Linked DNA regions of Mus musculus: region 1 is linked to region 2. Evidence: chromatin contacts called from public HiChIP or PLAC-seq data. All regions are on one chromosome and are shown on one strand. Each heading gives the region's core, a stretch centred on a gene start, on an enhancer-like site or on the middle of the called end of the contact. The rest is flanking DNA. Distances are from core to core; before and after follow the strand shown. Region 1 has its middle 13 kb from the start of 4930515B02Rik. Region 2 overlaps Pax7 (paired box 7).

The links. HiChIP or PLAC-seq counts read pairs in DNA pulled down with a chosen protein or histone mark.
Region 1: a contact with region 2 is called in an H3K27ac HiChIP or PLAC-seq map of large pre-B cells, with 3 times the contacts expected there. The contact joins two enhancer-like sites. A contact is called at or near these places in 3 of 39 promoter capture datasets (the 3T3-L1 cell line and hippocampal neurons) and 1 of 115 datasets of contacts at active chromatin or transcription factors (large pre-B cells).

The regions. Positions count from the first base shown.
Region 1 is chr4:140,856,560-140,862,127 of GRCm38.p6, reverse strand. No RefSeq gene overlaps it. Among named protein-coding and RNA genes, the nearest start is that of 4930515B02Rik, 13 kb to the left of the region's middle. Within about 2 kb of position 2,592, at least 40 of the 459 cell types and tissues checked have an H3K27ac peak or open chromatin away from gene starts, as enhancers often do.
Region 2 is chr4:139,739,898-139,746,163 of GRCm38.p6, reverse strand. It overlaps Pax7 (paired box 7), which reads left to right. Exons shown (of 9, transcript NM_011039.2): 9 at 5,262-6,266. The coding sequence ends at 5,377. Among named protein-coding and RNA genes, the nearest start is that of Gm42334, 8.1 kb to the right of the region's middle. Within about 2 kb of position 2,348, at least 24 of the 459 cell types and tissues checked have an H3K27ac peak or open chromatin away from gene starts, as enhancers often do.

The DNA of each region.
Region 1 (5,568 bases), core at 1,343-3,842, 1.1 Mb before region 2:
TTAGAAGTCTGTCAGGAAACAGGAACACAGATACCTGGCTGGCCACGTGCATGGGCAGCCGGGAACTACAGCTGGGACAGAATTGGGACAAGGACCATTGTATACACTAGCAAGATTTTGCTGAAAGGACCCAGATATAGCTGTCTCTTGTGAGACTATGCCAGGGCCTAGCAAACACAGAAGTGGATGCTCACAGTCAGCTATTGAATGGATCACAGGGCCCCCAATGGAGGAGCTAGAGAAAACACCCAAGGAACTAAAGGGATCTGCAACCCTATAGGTGGAACAACAATATGAACTAACCAGTACCCTGGAGCTCTTGTCTCTAGCTGCATATGTATCAAAAGATGGCCTAATAGGCTATCACTTGAAAGAGAGGCCCATTGGACTTGCAAACTTTATATGCCCCAGTACAGGGGAACGCCAGGGCCAAAAAGGGGGAGTGGGTGGGTAGGGGAGTGGGAGGGGTGGGTATGGGGGACTTTTGGCATAGCATTGGAAATGTAAATGAGCTAAATACCTAATAAAAAATGGGAAAAAAAAGAATTAGGACAAGGGACTTCCTGTCCTGGAGATGGCCCGTATCATGTCTTCCATGCAACTCTGGTTTTTTTAACTCACTGCCAACCCTGACCACACTTGCCCAGAAGGAGCCTGCAGGCACAGGTAGGGACCAACTGCCTGGACCATGGCAGCCTAGAGACCACTTCTCCTCTCAGTCAGCCAGGAGGCTTCAGAAGGACCGGGCCTGAGTCCTGTCCATCGGACCAAGAATCTTGAGGGCGGCGGGGTTTTGTTTTCTTAGAGGAGGCTCCTAGGGCTGGACCCTCAACCTGGGGTCTCACAAAAGCTCTGCCTCTACCATCAGGCCAGCACCCTCACCCCACCCCCACCTGTGAGAACAGCACACAGGAAGAATACACTGCTCTGTAGGTGGCTGGCGCTTGGGACCAGGGCTTGGGTGTCTGGGAGAACGGTGCTATGCATCCACGGGAGAAAGTGGGGCAGGAAGCAGCAGTTCTGTATCAGTTGCTGCCTGCCCTGCCCGGCCAGGCTGGCACCCCCAGCTCTGGGGCTGGAGGCCAAGATCAGGTACAGTGATTCAGGCCTAGGTTGAGCCGTAGGTGCTCAGCCCCAGCCTCACTCGGACCGGCCTCATTCTGGTGAGTGGCACAGAGGCTGCGGTGCTGTTAGGGAGAGGGTGGAGATGGGGCCTCAGAGCGATACTTACCCAGTGCTGTGTCAAAGAAAGATAAGGCTAAGAAGAGAGAGAACCAGAGGACCCCACCAGCCTGTGTGTGTGTGGGGGGGTCTCACAACTGAGACCCAGGGCTCCCTATATTCCTCCCAGCTACCTCTGGGAGAGACCAGTTTGACTTGAGGGAGCCCCCTCCGGTCTCAGGGTGAGTAGAATCCCTCCTTTGTGGGCTTGGTTCACTCAGCTTTCCATTGCTGTGATAAACCATCACTGAGAAAAGCAACTTACATAATGACAGGTTTATTTTGGCTTAGAGCTCTGAGGGTTTGACCTCCGGGTCACCTTGATAAGCAGGGAGCCTGCGACCAAGCTACCTGCTCTCTCCAAGCTGGCTGGAAAGCAAAGGGGACCAGAACAAGTGTCCCCATTCAAAGGCACCCTCCCAGTGGCCTACTTCCTCCGGTGGCAGCTCCTGAAGTTTCCACCACCTCCCAACAGCCCATTAAGCCATCGATGGATTAATCAGCCAAGTAGGTAAAGGTCTCAGTGATCCATTGCTCCCACAGGCCACACCTCTGAAGCCCACAGGCCACACCTCTGAAGCCCACAGGCCACACCTCTGACTCCCACAGGCCACACCTCTGAAGCCCACAGGCCACACCTCTGACTCCCACAGGCCACACCTCTGAAGCCCACATGCAGGAGCCTTTAGAGAACACTTAGGATCCAAGTCACTGTGCACTCAGCAGTTAGCCCCGAGCCAGCGATCCTCTCCTGGTCCCTCTGGGGTAGCAAGCCACCCTTTTCTTCTGTTTGCAGACCTCCCCTCCTCCTTCTCCTCTCGTTACTATCTGCAAGACCGAGGATGCTCTCCCACAGGGCCTTCTGAGCGAGGCACATGGACAGTAGTCAGGGCTACACAGAGAAACCCTGACTTGACTTAAAACAAACAAACAAATAGGCAGATAGATAGATAGATAGATAGATAGATAGATAGATAGATAGATAGATAGATAGATAGATAAGAAGCAGCCCCATGCACTTTGAACCCTGCCCCACAATGCACCACGCAGGACCCTCTGAGTAGACTGAATGGTTGAGTGGGTTGCTGACTGCTCTTAGGTGTCCTAGGGGAGTTAGGGTTACTTTCCTGTCTGAACTGCTCTGGTCACCTGAGCTTAAAGGGTTCACATGTCTCCCCTTAAGGAGACTTCATCAACACTCCTGATAGCTGAGAAGCGAGCTACGCCTTCACGGATCTTAGAGGGAGCTCTGTTTGCCAGTGTCCCTCAATTCTAGGGACAGGGGGTTGGCCCCGCCAGGTTGTGGAAGCCTTGCTTGGCCTTGGCTGCAGAACCTGGTGTCTGGGGCACCGTGGGGCTGACTCAGAAGAGCTGGGAAGGGTGGAGGCTTTGCGGGGGTGCATTAGGCCCCGCCCATGAGGGCTCTGAGGAACTGGTGCGTGTCCGGTTCGGATGAGGGCGAAACCTTCTTTGAACCCCTGTGGCTGCCTCTGCTGAAGAGGAGGTTGTAAGCCACACAGAGCACAGAGGGCAGACAAGTTGGCTATGTAATGCCAGATAGGATGGCCTGCATGGTTGGTCTATTTGGGAGCCAGGCTCAGTCCAGGAGAGAAGTCTATGGCCAGTTAGTAACTGAGTGGCCAACATCTAGGCAGATGTGGGGGCCAGGACAAGTACATTGGGCACCTGGAGCCATGGACACCAGGGTTCTTGTCTGGCCCCTTTCTAATGACCTGATGTCACCAACTCCCTTCTAGGTGTCAAATGTCCCATTTGTTAGCCTGTGTGTCACTCAGGGACTATAGTTTACTGAAATGGGAGGCACTGTGGGCAAGTCGGTGAGGTAGGGCCAACCTTGAGCACCCAGAAAGAGGACAAGGAGGTAAGGGATGCCTGACCTAGGTCATAAACTCTCCCTTGCTCAAGCCACCATCCAGTGCCACCTCCCACAGAAAGGTCCCTCCCTGAGCAGCAATACCTGGCACCTCTTCTCTCTGCATGCCTGTGACGAGAGTTATCTTAAAGGTGGATGTCTGCAACAGATCTCCAGACACTGTTCTTGGACACTCAGCCCTCTCTCTGGCTCCTGGGGTCAGGAGAGTCAGATGGACCACCGCACCCTTGTCTAGATGAGCCCTTCTCCTCAGGAGTGCTGTCTCCCAGAAGGTCTGGAAGCCTGGCCCTTGAAGAAGAGAAGGAGGTTTCCAAGCCCAGCTCATAGCTCCGAGGCCACCGAGGCTCTCCTCTGCCTGTGAGATGTGAGCAGAATTGTAGCCCAGAAGTAGCTGCTCATGTCGGTGGAGACATTGTTTCCCAGCCCGGTGTACCTCAGGCAGGTCTGGTTGTGTGTGAAGAGGTTTGGGGCTGCAGCTCAGTCACTTGTCATTTATTCCAGGATGAGAATGGGAATAGGACACAGAGGTACAGCCGGGGAGCTCAGGAAGTGACAGGAGCAGGAGATCGGAGTGTGACGACTGCACCATGTCACCCGTGTAAGCCAGCGCAGGCCCCGTGTCTCCCGCTCACATATTCCTACTGTGGAGTGCCAGAGACACAGTGAACCCGGGAAGATGCCTAAGGCAGATCAGGCCCCTGGCTGGCCCCAGAAGACAGGCGCTTGGGAGCCAAGACACGTCCTGCTGATACCATAGAAGAGGGTAGAATGGCAGCCACCTGCCTCTTACCACCTCAGCATGGGTGGGCTAACCTGGGCAGCAGGGTAGGGAGGTATCATTGCCATGAGCTGGGACCCAGCCCCAGCTCCGCAGGGAGAAGACGAGTTTGGGCAGTTCCAGGTGCCCATTCCAGAAAGTGAGCGGAGGGTGGCAGGAGGCCGGGAGGAGGAACATGGGGCAGGACGTGTTGACAGATCTAAGTTATTAGCCATTCCTATCTGATAAGACCTTGCCAGAGACTTAATGAGCTTTGCCTTGTTTTCTCTGAAGCCAGGCTTTGTGCCAGGGAGGTGGCTCTGTTGTCTGGTGTGTGACCCAGAGCCAGTCACTGCCCCTCTCTGAGCCTCACTTTTTCTGACATGACTTCCCAGCTGTTGCCTCTGCCTTTCTCCCGCTCTTCCTTCTTCCGGCTCTGAGCTTCTCTCATTTTCCACCTCAGCTTTCCAGTCTGTCCTTCCACCTGTCCCTCTGTCCTTCCCTCTCTCTCCCCACTGCCACTGGGATCTGGGCCAGGAGACGTGGGGCTGAGAGTTCTGCTCACAGACGCTATTGCTCTCTAGGAGTTGCTCCTCAGGGCACTGGGGGGAGCCTAGGGGATGTGTCCACCAAGGGTGGTGGCTGCTGCCCAGTGGCTGGCTGATGGCTCAGAACACCTGAAAAAGACCGGACCCACGATGGTCCAATTGAAGCAAGCTTTATTTTGGGGTACACCTGGGACTGGGCAGCCTGGCTGCCTCTCCCTAAGTCAGGATTTTGGGGGGCAACCCCTGCTGGCTCTTGAGGTCCTTTTTATAGAAGAGATGAAGTGTTCACAGGGGCGAGAGAGTCTGCTGTCATACATTGTTAGAAAGGCAGAACAATAGAGAGGAAAGAACGAGGCCATATATACCACAGGGATGGGTTGGAAAGTTTAGTGTAGGCTGAAAAATATGTTCTGCGGTTTACATCGGATCTAAGAAACAGAAACTTAACCCCTAATTGCAAATAGAAACCTTAACCTGCAAGGACTTAGCCCAGGACAAACAGGAACTCATTCTTTAATGACAGACAGAAACCTTAACTTGCACAGGACAAACAGGAACTCATTCTTAACTGTCTCAACTGCAGACAGGACCCTTTACCTGCAGGATGTATTGTTCCTGTTTCCGTCTCACAAGACCTGGAATGAAGACTTCCCCATGAGCCAGCTTGTCTGAGATGGCCCTGTCCCTATCCATCTGTGAAATGCCTTGCTAGAAGAACAGTGGAATTTGGCCAAAGTCGGCAGTTTTCTATAGCAGAGCGTGTGGGTGCCAGGGATAGTTGGGAAGGCTTCCTGGAGGAAGTGGACCATGAAAGGCCAGTAGAAGGACTAACATGCATTTTGTGTGTTCATGGCTAGCTCCCTCCGAGGTGATCAAAGGCATGGGAGGGATAAAGCCCTGATACCTGGGCCAGCTAGACAGCTGGTGTACTTAGCATTCTCCCCCCTCTACCCTGCCACCCGCATCTCCTCAGGTAGAGAAGGGGAATGTGCTGTGTGACCTTGGGTAAACTGCTCACCCTCTCTGGACCTTCTTACAGTGCCAAGTCAGCCATGGATTTCTTAGAGGATCTGATGAGCCCCAGGCTCCCGACAGGGAAAATGGGGAGGAGAGGGGCTCCCACCAGGCTCAATCCTGCTTTCAGGTCT
Region 2 (6,266 bases), core at 1,099-3,598:
CAGGGCTCCTCAAGGGCCATGGTCTCCAGCCACTTACTGAGGCACCTCGGCCACCATGTGTCACCCAGCTGTCACACACACCCAGCCTCAGCTTTCCCACCTGCAGAATGGGTCTGGGGACGAGGCACATCCTCTCAGCCATTTCCAGCCACACTGCCTTTTTTTCTGTTGACCTTCTGGGGCAGTCCAAGGACATGTCACATTTCTGTTAACCAGCAGCCAACACCCCTAAGCACACAGGAGGCCAGGTTCTCTAATAAGCTTTGAAAGTCACACATTCTGGACTCCCCTGTGTTGGTCTTGATCCACCTGTCACTTGCTGCCTCCTGTCCCATGCTTGAGTTTAGCCCATGCAGCTCTGTGTGAAATACGTGCTTCTCAGCCACAGAGCTTCCCCACCTCCTGGTCCTCAGTTTGTTAGGCTCAAAGAGGTAGAGCAGTGTTCCCAATGTCCCACAGCCAGGCAGTTGTGATTCAGCTTCCTTACCTCGGAGCACAGGTGAGCCAGCCTGGGAAAGACACTTGGCACTGATCGGGTACACACTCTCCCGTGTGCACACTCGTGTGTGGGAGTGCTGCTGTCCATGTGCGCAGAGTCAAGGTGTAACTTGCTAAATGCGTATGCAGGGAGGGGAGAGAAATGATTGCTAGCTGGCGCCCCATCTCTGCTGCCACACAGGGCTGTGTGCATGGTCATTCTCACTGTCTTAGTATAGAAATGAGACTTAGAGAAGTTACTAGAGAGGGGTTGGTTGGCTTTGTTGGTGGCCACACCTGCATCCTGGTCATTAGGAGCCAATTTCAGGTGTGTTTGAAACATGCACGTGACCTAACTCCTGTGCAGCAGACCCCGCCTGCCCCTGGCTCCTAGGGCCTCTCTCCTTCCCAGAGACACCTCCACATCTTCTGGCTCTGGCCAAGTCCATCCATCTGCCCATCTCTAACCGTCCCTGGAGTGGGTGGGGGCAGGGGGGCAGGGATGGGGCACATGGTAGATTAATATGGCCCCGGTGTTCCCAGAGGCCAGGGCCATACTAATGATGGGGCTGATAGAACGCAGGAGTGTGAAAAGAATTTTAATAGATCTGACAACTCTAATAAGAATTTGTGTCTGGAAGGGTCCTCCTCTGGGGCTGCGCTCTGACGAGCTCCTGATGGCTGGGATCTGTTTACTGGTTGGCATTGCTGGCCCAGCTCCTGCCAACTCTTGATTAATGTAATTGGAGACGTTCAGAGCCCAGGCGGGGTGTGAGGCAGGAGAAGGGAGACACGGAGGGACAGAAGGACATCCAGGGTTGTTGACAGAGTCCCTAATGAGGAATGTCACCTTCCTGTCTTCTTGTCCAGCCTTTTGGCTCTACCCTAGGAAGAGGCAAGCACGCCCTACAGTTGGCCCGTTGGGTGCTCTGGAAGTTGCAGGGGGTCAGCAGGAAAGTTTGGCTTCTGAGTGCTTCCTTGCCTACCTCAAGGAGGGAAAGTTCCTACTGTGTACTGGGGCAGAGTGGATAGAGGTGCCAGAGAAACGATTCTTTATTTTGTTTTCCTTTATTTATGTGTGTATGTGTTCATGCATGTATGTATGCATTAATGTGTGTGCAGTTGTGCATGTGGAGGTCAGAGGTCAGGCTCAGGTCTCACCTGTAGACACTATCCCCAGCATCTCTCACTGGCCTGGAACTTACTAAACAGACCAGCAGGCATGTTGTCTATTGAGCCCCAGGGATCCAGATGCCTCTGTCTCCCCTGGGCTGGGGTCCAGACACCACCATGTCTGGCTTTCCTGCATGGGCTCTAGGGATCCGCTTTTCCTGTTTGCACAGCTTTGTCGATGGAGCCGTGACCATGGGTGCCCATGGGTAACTCTGGGCTGGCAACTGTGCTGTGCCTCGGGTTTTATTTTTCTCAAGTGGGAACTGTCCTGCCCAAGGCACAGAACCCACCTTCCCCTAGTATACAGTAAGTGCCAACCAAGTGTGGGCTCTGCCTTTGCTGTTAGCATGGCTCAGTGATGGACCTCTCAGACACCCCATCCACGGAATAACTGTAGTGGTCGTGTCAGGGCCCAGCATGGGACAGGCTGAGGCAAAGTAAGCCACAGCTCCCTGAGACTAAAGAAAGTTCACCTGAGGTGATGTGTGCTCTTGGTAAACCTTGCCTGGAGTGGAAAAGGTCACCGTGGGCATGTGGGGTGGGCGGAGGGCCTCAGTCGTGAGGGCTGTATGCACACCAGGGGCCATTGCCAAGATGCTGATACCACAAGATAATTCCCAGGGGCTGCTGGTGAGGCCCAAGGCTATGGAGCTGTCACCAGCCTGCCTGAGTCTGAAAGTGTAAGAGGAACCAGCTGATTATAGTCAGAGTCTCTAGAGACCTTAGTTCTACATTTCACCAAACAGGGACAGGGGACAGTCCCACTATCTGGCTTATATGACTGGAAAAATACCTAAAAGTACCCTGAGTACAGCATTGGGAGCAGGATAGCACAGGGCTAAATCTCTGGGGTTTCTGTTTCTATCCCTTCAGCCCTCTAAGAGGGTGGCTTACTGATCCATGGACCCTGACACCCAAGGAGAAATGACAGTGTGACCAGAGCTTTAAAGTTTTCCTTCAGCAAGAGTTGGCAACTCCCCACTCCCCATTCACAGCCAGGCAAGGGTGGCCATAGCTGCCTCTGCTCTGCTACCTTGGAGCCTGAGGCTGAGTGAGTGACGTCACCAGCCCAGGAACTCAGCATAGATCTTCCCCTCCACTCACCCACTATGAGCCTGGCTGGAGAGGCACACACACGATTCAAAGACACCCCAGGACATTTTCATAGCCTTTAGGAGTGGGGAGGCTTGTCCTGAGCCTTCTATGACAGCGTGTTTTAAAACAGTGTCTGTACCCCAGCTTTCAAGTAGATAAACTAACATAAAGGAAGACCAGTTTGCTCAAAACCATATGACTGGGAATGTACCCAGGAATGGCCACCCTTTTCTCCATGCCACCGCTAAAGGTCACATTTCTTCTAGGCCTGCGCTCACAAGCACCACACTCTACCTTCACACTATGTGTGTGGATTCTTTGCCTGCAGTTCTTTGGTTCATATGCTCCATCCCATGATATAGACAAGGAAACTGAGGCTGAAATGCTATGGCCCAGGTCACACTCAAGGTTGGGAGGCAACTATTGAGATTGTCCCTTTGGACTCCCTGGTCTCACCATCAAGCTGTGTCCCCTGCCTCCTGGCTCTACCTCCCCCTGCCCTGCTTTAAGCAGAAGATGCCACGCTTGGGGAAGCACAGAGATAGTCTACAGGGAGCCCTGAAAGGCGGGTAACAGAGGGAGCCTTGTGACTCTCCGTGCCCAGCTTTCACCTCTCTATGCATGGGGGTTCTGTGGGGGCACACTGGTTATAGTCACAAGACCTAAAGGCCCTGGGAGGCCCTGGACCTTTGCCTGTCCAGTGCCTTAGTCAGGAAAGATGTCTGCTAGAGCTTCAATTAGGACAGATCCACATGCTTCGCAGGCCAGCCATTGTAGTTGCACATGACAGACATCTGTGTCTTCCTCAGGTGAGCTCTTATGCTTGCAGGACCTGTGTGTGCATAGGTATCTGTTTACAAGGAGCAAGGGGCTCACACAGGTGTGTGTGTCTGTATGTGTGTGTGTCTCAAATGGGCATGGGTAGGTATTGTTATGTATGAATATTCATGCTATGCTCAGCATTGCCTTGTGAAGACACTCCTTTCCCCTACACACAGACACACACACACACACACACACACATACACACACACACACATACACACCACTCATTTTCACACGCATCCCCACCAATGCTCACAGGACTTCTCTGGAGCTGGCAGGCTGTGGGTTTCAGCTCTCATGTTTTCTCTCAAAGGCCCTCTTGGCTCACTTGCAAAAGCCACTTTGGCTCTTGTGCAAGGACCCTGTTGTGCCTCATGCATACCTGCACTCAGGGTCCAGAAAAGGTAGAGAGCCTTCATCCTCAGTGTTAACCTGGACTCACTCAGCCGGGTTCACTGGCCAGGATATGCAAATGGACTGAGGGAGGGAAGCTTAATTCTCTACTGAAATCTGGGATGTGTACGTGTACTTCCCTTTAGAGCCAGAAAAAGAGCAGACAAATAATAAACACTGAGGAAATATTTGCTGAGAGGGTGGGAAAGAGATTTATAAGGGAACTATGGGTGGAAGAAGGATGGAGGGTGTTCTCATTTTATTTCTGTTACTGTGCCAAATACCCTGACCAAAAGTAACTTAGGGAAGGAATGGGTTCATTTTACTTACAATGACATGTGTTACAGTTCATGATAACAGGAAGTCAAGGCAGGAACTTGAATTGGTCACATCAAACCCACACTGAAAAGCAGAGAGAAACAATGTATCCATGCTGTCTACTTACTTGCCTTTGGCTGGCTTCATTCTTAATACACCTTAGGGTTCCCTGCCTAGGGAATGGTGTCACCCACAGTGGGCTGTGTCTCTTAATAACCAATTAGCAGTCAAGACAGTTCCCCCACAGACATGTCCACAAGCCAACCTGATCTAGACAATTCTTCAACTGATGCTCACCTCCCAGGTCATTTTAGGCTGTGTGAAGTTGACAATAAAAATTAGCCAACAAAGGAAAGAGGGACTGATGGATAGATGGTCAGAAGGATGGACATATAGACAGAAGATTAATGAACAGAAGAATGGGTAGATGAATAGTGTGGGTGGAAGAACAGATGAGAAGATTGGCAGGTGTGTAAAGGGAAGACATTGTATGTGGATGATTGTGAAGAAGAATGGATGGTGGAAATGGATGGATAGATCATAAGGTTTGATGGGTAATTAGACAGAAATGGATGGATGGATGGATGGATGGATGGATGGATGGATGGGTGGGTGGGTGGGTGGGTGGGTGGGTGGATGGATGGATGGATGGATGGATAGATGGATGGATGGATGGATGGATGAGTAGATAGAAGGAGAGAAGGATACATGGCTGGAAGAAGGGATGGAGTAGAAGATGGATAAATAGATTTGTGAATGTGCAGAAGAATGGAAGAAAAGGAGGCTGGATGGATAGATTAGTAAGATGCATGGGTAAACAGATGAATAGATGGATGTTATAGGTGGATGGGTGGATGGACAAGAGCTGGTTAGGATGGATGGAACGGTGGTTGGATGGACAGATGGACAGATGGATGAAGGTTAAGTGGAAGGATGTATGAAAAGAACCTCAGTTTCTAGAAGCTTCTCTCTCTTTCCAGCTGCTGTTGATTACCTGGCCAAAAACGTGAGCCTGTCCACACAGCGCCGTATGAAGCTTGGGGAACACTCCGCTGTGCTGGGACTTCTTCCTGTGGAAACGGGACAAGCCTACTAGGGTCCCTGGGGCAACTTGCCCCATCCAGTGGCCCAGCCAACCCTTCCCAAGCCCTGAGTCTCCTCACCTCAGTCCCCTTATCCCCCTGGGGTTGCAGGAGACCAAGGGAAAAAAACCCTTTCCCTTCCTACAGGAAACCCTCTGGAGACGGAAAACCAGTGTGCCATCTACCCATGCTTAGTGACCCAGAGTGGCCCCTTGCCTTCCCCTCTTTCTTCAGAGGGGTTCCTAGGCATCCTGCAGTGACCTCCAGCTCACATCCACCTTCTCTGTATCGTGGCCTCGGTCCTGTCTCAGTGCAGAGATTGAGGCTCAATTTGAACCAAGCACCTAGTTATCAGAAGAAAATGGTGCCAAAGACAAGGCCCTGGAGTCCTTGACCTCTGAGTCGTGGGTGCCCTGGCTATGGGTGTAGGTGGAGCCCATGGGTGTCCTCAGTCACAGAGCTGGGAGCTCTCTCTCGCTCGCTTGGCATCAGGACTGCAGCCTCTTTCACTGGACACTGAGATGAGTCCCCAGGGTGTTCCCAGGGGAGAAAGCAGGTAACATCCCAGCTTTACCTAGGAATCCAGAGGACTTTAGGACTGTCCCTATGCACCCTGCAGGGCATCAGGAGACCAGGAAGGGATTCTAGCAGAGGGTAGGGGGCACAGAGGCAGAGCTGATTGCCCATGGGCTATCCCAGAATGCCTGGTCCTGAATCTAGCATCAGGAGGTGCAGGATTCCTAGGCTGCAATCTGACAGAGGCTTGCCCACTGTGTCAGGCCTGGGCAGCCCACAGAACCTGTCACTCTCCTCAATTGGTAGGAGAAGAGGTCTTGAGGTGACAGGAGGCAGAAGGCAGGCTCAGACAGTCAGAGAGCACCAAGCTTTCAAGTCCGCACCCCT